3 separate regions of the Mus musculus genome follow, and all the other regions are linked to region 2. A link is a contact called in public promoter capture Hi-C data. All regions are on one chromosome and are shown on one strand. The core of a region is the stretch at or near the end of the contact, and the rest is flanking DNA. Distances in the headings are between cores, read along the strand shown. Region 1 holds the start of Gmppb (GDP-mannose pyrophosphorylase B). Region 2 holds the start of Cish (cytokine inducible SH2-containing protein). Region 3 overlaps Rad54l2 (RAD54 like 2 (S. cerevisiae)).

Region 1 (4,373 bases), core at 1,212-3,711, 750 kb after region 2:
TCACCTGGGGCAGCTGTGCTGCTTGTGGGTGGGCTGCTGCTCCCAGGGCTCAGGAACCGTGGTCCGCTCAGGGTCTTGTCTTCTCCAGGCCAAGCTCAAGGCAGCAGCCCTGTATGTGGTGCTCCAGGCTCTAGGCCTGGAGGGAGAACTTTAAACTTGTTTGCTTTTAGGGACATAGGGCCCTGGGCACAGGTGCCCAGCGTCTGCTGAGAGCTTTGATTAATCCTGGGGTTTGTCAGTAAGTCCATTTGTCCACCTGCTAGCCCCTGTCTCATGGTGAGCTTTCTGGAGTATAGCCTTGTTGGTTAGTATATATTGATTTCCTTCATGCTTCCCCCAGCAGTCTTCTCCTTTCCTTTTCTGAGGTGAGTCTGCTCCTGTGCCCCTCCTCAGCAGGTTCTGCTGTTACAAACCTGGTGGCCAAATGATTCATAGTGGTGTTTACCTGCTAGCCCAGTGGCCTTCTTGTGGGCCTGGGGTATGGCCTTCAGCACCAACGGTGGGTAATGAAGGCTCAGGGTTGACCCTGACCTATTGCTTTTATTTCTGCTACCAGTCCTTTCATGGTAGAGACCTGCTGCTGCCTGTAACATAGTGTCCGACAGGTTACACTACACCAATCATTGCCAAGGTGAGCAACAGTCTCCAAGTCTATCACTTCTAACATGTCTCTGTTTTGGCATTTGAAGGTAATCCTGCCAACCTTTGAGAGAAACTGTTAACGAATGGCATAATTTCCAGGTTCTTAGAGATGCAGCCTCTGAAAAGGGTTCTGTGACGGATCCAAGTCAGTCTTCTGACCCTGGTGCCATTGGTGGGCAGGTTCCCATTCCTTAGGGCCGGGAGGCACGGCTTGGCCCATCTCTGCTTACTAACACCTGTCTTCTGTCCAGTAGTAGTGTTGCTTGTGCCATGCAGGCAGCAAGTGTTAATTAGCGTGGACACCTTTTCTTTGGCAGGATAGAGGTCAAGAGAGGAGTTTGGGGCCAGCAGAGACCTCCTAGGAATGTGCTGTACTTCCGATTTACCAGATTTTGGGAGGTGCTGCCCCCATTCTGCTGCTTCTCAAGTAGCAAGGGAGTTGGTAGGCACTGCTCCTGCCACTGCAAGCGAGGAAAGGCTGGGATTTGCCGCTGCTCAAGGGCAGGGCCTCACTTTTCAGCACTTTTGATATCTGGAGGCCCAGCTCTGTTATCTGATAGGTGGTGGCAAGTGTGTGCGAACACTTTTACCACTGCTCTTCTGCCTGTCCCAGGCTAGAGCCCTGTCTTTTTCCTGACAGGTCCTGCCTTCCCAATCATCAATTTGGGACCAAAGTGCAACTAGGGATCATGGGTTGGGAGCTCACATTACCCCTTTCCATTGTATTTCCCGGGCCAAGCCCATACCAGCCCGGGGAGATGGGTGGGAGTGAAATGGGATGGGTGCTGCTGGAAGAGGAAGGGACCAGTAGAGCAATGTCCTTGCCTGGGATTCTACCCCTCTCAGCTGTGGGCCGTGCAGTGGTGTGGGGATTCATTCTCTCCTAGGGGCAAGGGACCTGGGCTCGGACAGTATCCGTTCAGTATCCGCTGCTCATTCGCTCACATCTGGCCACGTGCACGTTCCCTAGATGCAAACTGCTTTGAACTTTACAGCTATATAAGTTGGTTGTGTGTGTGTGCTCATTTTAAAAACTACATTTTAACGAGGAAAAAGGAGAACCTGGGGAAATTTCCTTTGCTTCTGTGGAGGAAATGTAAGACTTGGAATTCTGGAAATTGTTATCTGCTCCTCTTTCCTGGAAGCTACACACCCTAAGACCTGCGCCTGGATGCATACGTGGCTCCACTGGCGCTTAGGCGCGCTTGCATTTTCCCCAGGTCTTCTGTGTGGTGGAGAGGAGTGCTTGGCCCAAGCCGGCCCTTTTCTGTACACCCAGCGCTATCCGCCCGCTTGTGTCTGGTCGTATACGTCAAAATAAAGCCTCTAGAAACTGAACTCTGTCCAAGTCTGTGTGAAAACTTCATCGCCTCCGGTTGGGCCGACATGGCTAGTCTAGGGATCGGGCTGAGCTGGGTCGGGACAGGTGCAGCGGGACAGTGCTGACACTGGGGGTGGGGGGTCGGGGGAGGCAGCACGGGAGGGGTTGGATATAGGGGTCAGAGCAAGTGTTGAGGGGCGGGGTCATCAGGGCGAACCTGGAGTGGCCTTTGGGGGGGTAGGCGGCGTCGGCGGGGCGGGGCGGGGCGGGGCGGGGCAGATGGCAGCTGCCGCGTGGCGGACTGGGTTCCGATAGGAAGCTAAGCCTCCTCTTTCGGTTCCGCCTTTAGATCCGCCAATGGGCATCTGACTCGCGAGTTCTCCGGGTCCCCATGGCAGCCCAGGGCGTTGGAAATCTAATTGGCTACGTCCGCCGCAGCGTAAAGTCTGACGCTCGGCTGCGGGCGGCCCTGCCACGTAGATTGGCTCTCCCTGTTACGTCACTGGCTGCGCCGCCTCCGGCCGGAACTCCGGACCAGCCGGTCTCCAACCAGTTCCTCGTCTTCTGTTCTGGCTGATCCTGGACCCCACATCAGGGTAGAGCAGGGGGGCGAGGTGACACCAGAGTTGGTCAGTCTAGTTGGTGAAACGTGCAGGTCAGGGCACGGCGTTGGGAGTGCGCGGCAGGGGTCGGTCAGGCGGCCTGTAAGTACTTTGGACCGATAGATCCACTTCTAACATCTGCAGACGCCATGAAGGCACTGATCTTGGTGGGAGGGTATGGGACACGGTTGCGGCCGCTGACGTTGAGCACTCCGAAGCCATTGGTGGACTTCTGCAATAAGCCCATCTTGCTGCATCAAGTGGAGGCGCTTGCTGCGGTAAGGCCGTGGGTCTGTTATGGCGGGAAGAGGGATGGATAGTGACTGGGAGGCCAGGGGTGGTCATACCTTGTGACTGAGCCAGTCAACTAGCACACCTTATTGTGTCTGACAGGCAGGTGTGGACCACGTGATCCTGGCAGTGAGCTACATGTCACAGATGTTGGAGAAGGAAATGAAGGCACAAGAGCAAAGGGTGAGGCATGGACTTAGCCCTTTCTTTAGGTCCCTGGGGCTCTTACCATTGGAGGAGGAACATAACCAGATGGCTTCTTCTTTCCAGCTTGGAATCCGAATCTCTATGTCTCATGAAGAGGAGCCTTTGGGGACAGGTCAGTATAAGGAAGGCCCTTGGGCAAACTTTAGGGCCAGCAAAGAGGTATCCAATCTGGGCGGATGGGTGGGGCCTCTGGAGTCTGGACCTAGGCCCCTAGCAAGGTGGTAACTTATGACTTGTCCCCTTCTCTAGCTGGGCCTCTGGCGTTGGCCCGAGACCTACTATCTGAGACTGCCGACCCTTTCTTCGTTCTCAACAGTGATGTGATATGTGATTTCCCCTTCCAAGCCATGGTGCAGTTTCATCGGCACCATGGCCAAGAGGGCTCCATCTTGGTAAGAGAAGATTTCCTCTGACATTCCCACCCTCACATGGAGTCTTTCCTGACCCCTGGTCTTAAACTCTGTTTTGCTACAAAGCTATGCAGAATGTCTTTGGGGGAGAGCCTTTGAGATGTGGGATAGGCATATTTATCAAGAGTAAAGAAAACTGGACTAGGCCTAAGGTACCCTCCACCTCTATATTCAGGTTACCAAGGTGGAAGAGCCTTCCAAGTATGGTGTGGTGGTATGTGAGGCTGACACAGGCCGCATCCACCGTTTTGTTGAGAAGCCACAGGTGTTTGTGTCCAATAAGATCAACGCAGGCATGTACATCCTGAGCCCTGCTGTGCTGCAGCGCATCCAGGTGTGTAGGAGAGAACTGCTGGGCGGGCTGGGGTGGAGCAGGCCTCTGCTGTGTGGCCTGCTCACAAATTGCCCACTTCCACAGCTGAAGCCTACATCCATTGAGAAGGAGATCTTCCCAGTTATGGCCAAGGAGGGGCAGCTATATGCCATGGAGCTGCAGGGTGAGGTAGAGGCCATAGGGTGTGGGGTAGTCAGTGTGTGGCTAGGCAGAGCCCTCTGACCCATCTCTCTGTACAGGCTTCTGGATGGACATTGGACAGCCCAAGGATTTCCTCACTGGCATGTGCCTCTTCCTACAATCGCTGAGACAGAAGCATCCAGAGAGACTGTACTCAGGCCCTGGCATTGTGGGGAATGTACTTGTGGTGAGGCCCTTGTCCAGCCTGTCGCTAATCTTTTCAGATTTGGGAGACAAATGACCCACTCTTGCTTTCCTCAACACTCTCAGGACCCAAGTGCCCGTATCGGTCAGAACTGCAGCATTGGCCCCAATGTAAGCCTGGGTCCTGGTGTGGTGGTGGAGGATGGTGTGTGCATCCGGCGATGCACAGTGCTTCGTGATGC
Region 2 (4,246 bases), core at 1,334-3,833:
CTTCGTAATAGTAACAGTAACAGTAATAGTTGGGTGTTCAAAGGAACAGGGACTGAGGCCTTTGAAGTAGCTTATGGTGAGCAAATAGACGATGCAGTAAAGTGCTGATGGAGGGAACTCCCTCCTCCCCACCACATCTGCCTTTTGATGAAAGGCAACCTGCTCATGATGAAAGGATAGAAGCCATATACCGAGGCTATCTAGATTGCTGTGCATTCTTGTGATCCATCATTATTCTGGGAACGGGGCAGGAGTGTCCTGCAGCAACAGTAATTCATGAAGTGCCTGAGTGCACTGGGAAGAATTCTCTATTCTCTAGTTGGCTAGTGAGGTCTTAGGAAGGATCGCCACTGGGTGGCAGTGTGGGCCCAGCAGTCAGGGAGGGGTCCATTCAAGGGGCGTAGTCAGGAAATAGAGCCAGTAGTAAGGAAATGGCCAGAGGCATTCACAAAACTTGAATGAAACAAGTGGGCAGGTAGCTTGGGCAAAACAGGGCACATCATGGTTCCCAGCACGTCGTAGGTGGGATGTCTAACACTGTCAACTTCACAAAAGACTACTGGAGAACCAAACACTTCTCTCCCCAAGGCACACTGGAAGCCGTGTCTTAGTTTCCTCACGTACAAGGCAGCATTATCTGTGGTAGCTGTGAGGGCAAGGTGAAGCTAGGATTTGCTGAGTGTCTGGCACAAGGTAAGTGTTCAGTAGGCCCACTTGAAAGGGGTAGATCCAAGTTCAAAATCACAGCTCTGGGGTCCAGCGAAAGAGATCCACAGATCAAGGTGCTTGCCACTAACCTGACAACCTGACTTTGGGCCCTGGGACCCACAGAGTGGACTGGGAGAAGTGGTTCCCTCAATTCCCTCAGGTTATCCTCTGACTCTGTGTGAATACTGTGGCTACAAACACATGAAAACACACACGTGCGCGCACACACACACACACACCACACACACCACACACACACACACAATTTAAAAAAGAAAATCATGCCAGGCAGTGGTGGCACACATCTTTAATCCCAGCACTCAGGAGGCAGAGGCAGGCAGATCTCTGTGAGTTCAAGGCCAGCCTGGTCTACATAGTGAGTTCCAGGACAGCCAAGGCTACAAAGATAAATAAACCCTGTCTCGGAAAAAAAGGAAAGGAAAGGAAAGGAAAGGAAAGGAAAGGAAAGGAAAGGAAAGGAAAGGAAAGGAAAGGAAAGGAAAGGAAAGGAAAGGAAAGGAAAGGAAAGGAAAGGAAAGGAAAGGAAAGGAAAGGAAAGGAAAGGAAAGGAAAGGAAAGGGTAAGTAAATAAAAAGAAAACCACAGCTCTGTTGCATGACACCTGTGAAATCCCCCGTATCTTCATAGCAAAGCGGCAACAGACAGTTTCTACTGAAGAGTTAGTATGCATACATACAGGGATCCCATGTTCTCAGAGTACTCCTACTCCATCCTACCCATATTCCAAGAAACTGGCTTCTTGCTGTATTCTGGGAGCCCTGCTTGGGTTACACTTAACTTCCCCTCCAGGGCACCTACGGGGAACTGAGTCCCTTGGAGTAATCTCTTATCTTCCCTAAGAACTCCTTCCTTTTCACAGGGTTTTATCTTTAGCTCTCTATCTTGGGTGGGGCACCCAGAGCCTAGCCTGGGCTGGGGAAAGCCCAGTCACTATACTCAGATTCTAGACACTGCCAGAAGCCTGTCATCGCTGCCAAGAATCTTATAGCTACCCTTTCTGAGGAACGTGGGTGGTGTGACGTGTGTGGAAGGAGTGGGTGTACTGGTTCTCCAGATCTTATCTCCCCATATCCTGAACCGTGGATGTGGAGGGAGATCACATAGACCCTACAGCTCCTTGGTAAACCAGATATGGTGACTTAGCCTATAAGTTCACATTGTAAACCTGTACTCAGAAGTTTGGGGCCAGCCTGGTCTACAAACTGAGCTCCAAGGTAGTCTGAATTCAATTTTAAAACAAAAACAAACAAGCCATCGACAGGGCTGTCTGGGAGCTGACTATCTCTGTTTACTGACTCAAGAGGGTAATTTCCCCAACTGTCGGTCCACTCAGAGATTAGGCAAAGAAGGGATGAGATCATTTGATTACAAAAGATTAGATGTAACCTGAACTCTTTTAGCTGTAGTGGCCACAGTGGACCTCCTTAGTTCTTCCGTCCTCTTCAGGGCTCCAGGCCTCTCCCTAAGTCTTTCTCCAGATCTCACAGCACACCACCCACCTTCTCACACAGTGTCCTGCAATAAGCGAGACCACGGCCGCCAGAGACAACGTCCGATAAACTAGAAGCGGCTGGCTAAGAGGACCGGCCCGACCCTGCCCCCGCGCTGTAGTTCTAGGGGGGGGGGGATAAGCGCACCCATCCCCAAAGAAGTAGAGGGAAGACAATCTGGTCTCCAGTTGCATCCACATTCCTTCTTAACTTGTCCCCAACCCAGTCTTTTGCCTACTAGTCTCTAGGTCCCGCCCCACTCGGGCACGTCAGTTCAGGGTCCCTGCACTTCAATAGGTCGGTCTAGATGCTCGTCTCACGTCCAGCGATACGATTGGTCAACTCTAGGAGCTCCCGCCCAGTTTTCCTGGAAAGTTCTTGGAAATCTGTCAAAGGTGTTTCCTTTCTCGGTCCAAAGCACTAGACGCCTGCACCCCCGTTCCCCTCCGGGCCGCCGCAAAGCCCGCGGTTCTAGGAAGATGAGGCTTCCGGGAAGGGCTGGGACGCAGCGGACAAAAGATTAGGAGGCGCCTGGCCCCGCCCCACCGGCCCAGCCCGTCCCCCCTCGTCCTTCCAAGCTGTTCGCACCACAGCCTTTCAGTCCCTGCTCGCCGCCCGTGTGCCCCGGGACCCTGACCTTCGCACCCCTGGCACCCATTGGCTCCTTTCTCCTTCCATCCCGCCGAACTCCGACTCTCGAGCCGCCGTTGTCTCTGGGACATGGTCCTTTGCGTACAGGGGTAAGCTCAGTTTTTTTCCCTACCTAGGCTCCATGCGGGAGATATGGAAGATCACAGGCCTCGAGTTAGCTGCGGGATTTGGGAGGGCTTGACCGACTGGAGGTGATGGAGGGCTAAAGGACTTCGAGTGGTGTGCCTAGGATACCCACACACACTTCGTATGGATAGGGAAACGGAGCCCGCGAACGGTGGGAGGAGCCCCCATTCCTGAGATTTCACTAGCGCCAACTGTAAGAGGTTCTCCAGGACGGGGCTCACAAGTCTAGACTCAATTTGAGCTCATAGTTTACCTAGCCTTCTGGCTCCGTACCTGTCGGTGACCTTGAGCCAGCCCTTAGATCCCTCTGTGTTCAGAAGTTCATTCCTCCGTCCCAGGTCAGCGATTAGGTTCTTAGGAAGCCAGCCTGAGGTCTTTGACTCTTCCCAGGCCGGCGCCTAATAAACAACACCCCTTAGGAGCACCCCACTCCGTCTCTTAGCTCAGATTGATGTCTCAGTGTGATAAAGACTTCAGCCTGCCTTCTCCAAGGTTTCCCGTTGACATGGAATATGGGACCATGGTGAAAGTGGGGCTTTAATAAAACAAAGTCTTGGCTTCGGTAGAGTGTACTCGGAACACCTGTTTACCCTAGCTTTCAGCGTCCCCTTCAAACACTGATCGGTCAGGAATTCAGGAAAACCCAAGAAGAGAGGTGTGTGTGTGTGTGTGTGTGTGTGTGTGTGTGTGTGTGTGTGTGTGTGTGACAAATCCAGGGAGATCTGTGATCCAGTAGTAATTGTTATAACTGACATGGGAATGGTACCAAGTGAGGAAGGGTGGAAGGTGGGGCCAGGCTGAAATGCCCTTGCTCTAAGCAGCTCTGAGTCCCAGGAAGAGGACATTCATGGAGCTGTTGAGAAGACTGTATTCCCTAGTAGTTCCTACCATGTTCTTTTATTCTCTGAATTTTCGGACTCTTCGGCAGTTCCCTGCACCCTGCCTTCCTTTCTTGGGTGCCCCCACTTCTCCATTCTGGGTCCCCAGAGCCTCTTTGACTTTGCCTTAATTGAAGGCCCATGGGAACCTCAGGAGCAGTGTTGGGGTATTGGGGAAACAAGTTGTTTAACAAGCCCATGTATCCCAGCCTCCCTTGGCTCGGCTCATCTTATTGGCATGTGTTCTCAGGTGGAACTTCATGGCTAGACTCCAAGACATGCACACACAGGTTCTTGGAACACACCAGTCCTCACCCCCACCGTGATGACACAGTGGCAGACACACCCCTCCCTAGATATTTAGTCCCTCCC
Region 3 (4,339 bases), core at 726-3,225, 570 kb before region 2:
CTGCAAGGTCAAGCCAAGGGGGCTGAGATTGATCTGCTGGACAGTGAGAACCTGTTGCTAACTGTTGTTTCCTTGTTCTGCCTGTCATGCTTCCACATAGAATAGGCTGATCTTGGGAGGAAAAAAGCACAACTGTTAGTCTTTCAGAGTTACAGACAGATTTACTATTAAATATCCATTCCAAACTATAAGGCCTATTACCTAGGGTTTAGCAGGGGTTGGGGTTGGGGGGCAGGGGGCTGAGTATAGCAATAAAATCTTTTAAATGCTCAGAAACTGGCCAGTTGTGGTAGGCCCACCTATAATCAAACAAGAAGGTAAAAAGTCCTACGTTCTGACATATAACAAATGTAATTAGTATCTGCATAGCTTAAAAGTCAATGGCTATTACTACCCTGGCTAAGATCATAGGTTCAGACCTGGGCACAAATACCCCTGAACTTTCTCCCTGACCTGAATGCCTTGAACTTTCTCTTTCACTCAAGTCACCTATGAGTAGCAATCACAAGTTATATAAACAAAGACCACTTGCATAAGCTTCTTGGAAATGAGTTATAAATACCACCATCACCAAAAATTTAACTGATAAACCTTGCATGGGTGGCAAGGGAGAGAGACAGGACACACCACCCCGCACATTTCATTTAGTAAGTGCACAAATACATATACTTCTAGGGATCACCCCTTTCCCTCTATACTGAGAGACCAGTGGCCTCTAAAACTCAGCATTTCCTACTAATGTCCTGTGATAAAAATGCATGATAGTGGTAAATGCATTATATAATGATAAATGCTGGGTCAGGAGTGGTAGCACATACAGGTAATCCCAGTACTTGTAAGACTGAGGCAAGATGACAGAGAGAATGAAAACATCCCAGACTCAGATACTTCCTCAAGAAACAAACGTAAAAATTATGCATACACTACAATCCATGGGCTATATGCACCAAAATTTTTATACCCTAATCTCAACACATTTGAAGTTTACAAAATTGAAAAAGACAAAGAAATTATGTTAAACAAGACCACATGAGTATAATCAGTGAAATCTAGAATATATAAAACTATAGAGCCAGTAAATCCTTTTCCTCAGAAATAAACTGCAAGAAAAAAATATATAAGGGAGGCAAAAATCAATAAATTAAAAAGATGTAAAAGGATACCAACCATATGTGATTCTTGTGGAAATGTAAATAAATTAACAATAAAAATAATTTTAAAGATAATTGAGGATCATCTCAGTATTTCATAATATAAACAACTACATTTAAAAAGTTTAACCATGTGTATATGTACAAATCTGACTGAAGGGTATGTTACACGCTTGTGGGTGCCTGCAGAGGGAAAGTGTCAGCTCTCCTAGAGCAGGAGTTGCAGGCAGGTGTGAGCCTGCTAGGAACAAAACCCAGGTCCTCTTCAAGAGAAGTTCACAACTACTAAGGCATCTTTCCAGACCCAGGAGCTCCTTTTATAATTTGAAAGCTAGGCACAGTGGCCCATGCCTGTGCTTCCAGCAGCGGAAGGCAGAAGCAGGAGGCTTGCACTGGACCAAGTGTGAGGCCAGTCTGGTCCACCTGGCGAATTCCAGCCCGAGGTACGGCTCTAATCAAGGGGGAAAACGGTTTATAATGTTAAGGATGGAAGACCTGAGAACAAATGACAGACTGGCTTGCTGGAATAGAGCTGGAAGCAGACAGAGAGTTCATGTAGGGAGTTGGTCTGATATTGCTGTGTATTCAAATGCTAAATATGGCTACCAAGATCTGGTTGCTCCTGACCAGAGATAAACCTTGCTTACAGCCTAGGCTAGGCAGAAGAGAGGGAGGCACAGAGAAGGTTCCTGGGCTTGGGTTCTCAGGCAGGGACTAAGAGACAGAGGAGGAAGGAAGGAGGTTGCCATGGGGTTAGTGGATAGTGAGGGCACAGTCACAAGGACTGGCCTGATAGAGTAGGAGTGGCCCAGGCAGAACCTGGCAAGCGATATCTTAGGGATCACCACAGGCAAATAGACAAAACAGCATAGAGGGCTGATGTCTGCCCAGCTCTAGTGCTTTAAGGTTTATTATGAACCTAAAAGTCTCTGTGTCTTTTATTTGGGAACTAAATGATCTGAACTGGGGTAGAACCCCAAATATAGATATTTAAAGGCAACAGGGGGTGTGACAACCCCCAAAATAATAATAATCACAGCAAGTTCATCCTGTCACTGTGTTCACTATCTTTCAAAATTGCATAATTTAAATAGTAATTTATCTCTAACTTTTGCAGTGCAGAGAGTTAAGCATACAGTATTGGACAGACTAGATCAGTGCTCTGTTGCTGGGCTATATGCAAGTGCAACTTTTTAAGTTTTAAGGGAAAATAAATTAAATGAGCACTAAACTCTCAACTACCTATATGCTAATTTCTCCACATTTGTGAATATATATTTATATATTTCATATACTGATTAGTGAGTATATACCTTCTTGAGTTCTGTTAGCTGCCTCATATATGTAAATTTTAAAAAATTTTTATTTTGTGTGCATGTGAGTGTGTGTGTTCATGTGCAAACATGCATGTGTGGAGGTCAGAAAACAACTTGTGGGAGTTGGTTCTCTTCTTCCAACATATGGGTTCTGGGGTCAGACTTGACTATCAAGCGTAACAAGGAGCACACTTACCCACTGAGCCTTGTCACCGGCCCTGTATCTGAGTGCTTCCTTGACAAAGAGTGCACAATTGCCACGTGCATGGCACACTGTAAGCAAAATCACCTAGCACCATTCTCTTGCTGCTGGGCATGTTCTTCCTTCCATTTGCATGTACAGTGGTCTACACGCCTTTGTATATTTTCCCTTCCTTTATTTTTATTCTATTCTATTACCACTGGAGTAATAAATAGTGCTTTAGTGTTCAAGTATCTGCAAATATCTTCAATAGTGAATCATATAATAAAAATTTACATTCTACAGGTAATAACATCTCCATCACAGATATTCAACTTTATCATTGCATCTCATAAAAAGCCACACATAAACAAGTGAGAAAAAGTGTTGCAATAAATAATAGTTACAAAGTTAACCAAAAACATTTTTTAAAGGTGCAAGGTTGGAAGATTCCTATTTTTATTTCAAAACTTAGTACAAAGCTGCAATATTCAAAAATGAGGTACTGGCATGAAGCACACATGAAGACTAGTGAAATACAAGTTAAAAAACAAACTTCCATAAGACGAGATCAAAGTGATTTTTACAAGGGTCTACAGAGCGAGTTCCAGGACAGCCAAGGGTACACAGAGAAACCCTGCCCCAGCCCTGAGAGGGAGGGAGAGAGGGAGGACTGGCAGGGCGGTTCATGCCTGTAGCACAGCTCTGAGGAGGCCGAGGTGGATGATCACTGAGTTCAAGGCCAGACAGACCAGACTACAGAGTGACTTCTAGGTTTTCCTGAGCTATAATAATATAAGGTGAGACCTTACCTCCCCCCCCCCAAAATTTTTTTACAATAATAAAGATATTCAAGCATACATAATATATGCTATTTAAAATTTTAATTCTTTTGTGTACATATAATTATATTTGTGAAAATTTAAACATATTTGCACATTGAAGTATATATGCTTGTTTATTTTTACATAAAGAATAAAATCTTGGGCCAAGGAGATGACTCGGTGGATAAAGTATGAGGAACCAAGTTTAGATTCCCAATACCCACCTAAAAACCAGACATGGCAGCATGTACCTACATAGTCAAGAGACGTGCCCCAGGAACTTGCTGGCCAACCAGCCAGCCTAGCTGAGATCTAGGTTCAGTGAGAACAATAAAGAAGTCACTTAAAGTTGACCTCCAGTCTCTACACATGTATGGAAATAGTAGTAAATGGTATAAAATGTAGAGCATCTTAAATGGGTTTCAGAGTTGATCAATAAAATTTAATTTTATAATCAATGCTGAGAATACATGTGTACAAACGTATAACACAGGGTAGCAGAGACAGGTTTATAGTCAGTTCAGAAGTTGTTGGATATTCTGTCTTAATCCCAATCAAATTTTTGCTTAGCATTTCCCCCAAAGCCAGCCAACATTCCAGTATGGAAGAACGACCAGCTGTGACTCCCCACCCCTAGTTGAAGAGCTATTGACAATTGAAGGTTTCTAAGAGGGAGAGTCAGGATTGGGGGTTTGCTGTTGTTTTAATTTATTGTGTATAGGTACTCTGCTTGCCTATATGTCTGTGAACAGTGTGCATGCCTGAAGATGCCAGGAGAAGGCATCAGATCCCCTAGAACTAATATTACCAACAGCTATGAGCTGCTATATGGGTGAAGGAATTGAACCTTGGTCCTCTAGAAGAGCA

What was found. Promoter capture Hi-C pulls out the DNA fragments that hold promoters and counts their contacts.
Region 1: a contact with region 2 is called in a promoter capture Hi-C map of erythroid cells, with 5 times the contacts expected there. The contact joins the promoter of Gmppb here to the promoter of Cish in region 2. A contact is called at or near these places in 1 of 39 promoter capture datasets (erythroid cells) and 1 of 115 datasets of contacts at active chromatin or transcription factors (memory CD8 T cells).
Region 3: a promoter capture Hi-C map of liver shows a contact between it and region 2, with 3 times the contacts expected there. The contact joins the enhancer-like site here to the promoter of Cish in region 2. A contact is called at or near these places in 3 of 39 promoter capture datasets (hippocampal neurons and liver), 3 of 115 datasets of contacts at active chromatin or transcription factors (bone marrow-derived macrophages, embryonic forebrain and fetal liver) and 2 of 9 other capture datasets (adipose tissue and embryonic tail).

What each region holds. Positions count from the first base shown.
Region 1 is chr9:108,046,803-108,051,175 of GRCm38.p6, forward strand. It overlaps Gmppb (GDP-mannose pyrophosphorylase B), which reads left to right and starts at 2,462. Exons shown (of 9, transcript NM_177910.4): 1 at 2,462-2,843; 2 at 2,959-3,039; 3 at 3,127-3,175; 4 at 3,313-3,455; 5 at 3,649-3,807; 6 at 3,892-3,970; 7 at 4,047-4,174; 8 at 4,258-4,373. The coding sequence starts at 2,715. It overlaps Ip6k1 (inositol hexaphosphate kinase 1), which reads left to right. Exons shown (of 6, transcript NM_013785.2): 6 at 1-1,980.
Region 2 is chr9:107,294,076-107,298,321 of GRCm38.p6, forward strand. It overlaps Cish (cytokine inducible SH2-containing protein), which reads left to right and starts at 2,584. Exons shown (of 3, transcript NM_009895.4): 1 at 2,584-2,959. The coding sequence starts at 2,940.
Region 3 is chr9:106,725,171-106,729,509 of GRCm38.p6, forward strand. All of the region lies in intron 2 of Rad54l2 (RAD54 like 2 (S. cerevisiae)), which reads right to left. Among named protein-coding and RNA genes, the nearest start is that of Tex264, 41 kb to the left of the region's middle. Within about 2 kb of position 1,976, at least 9 of the 459 cell types and tissues checked have an H3K27ac peak or open chromatin away from gene starts, as enhancers often do. A contact at or near this core is called in liver, where this site is marked.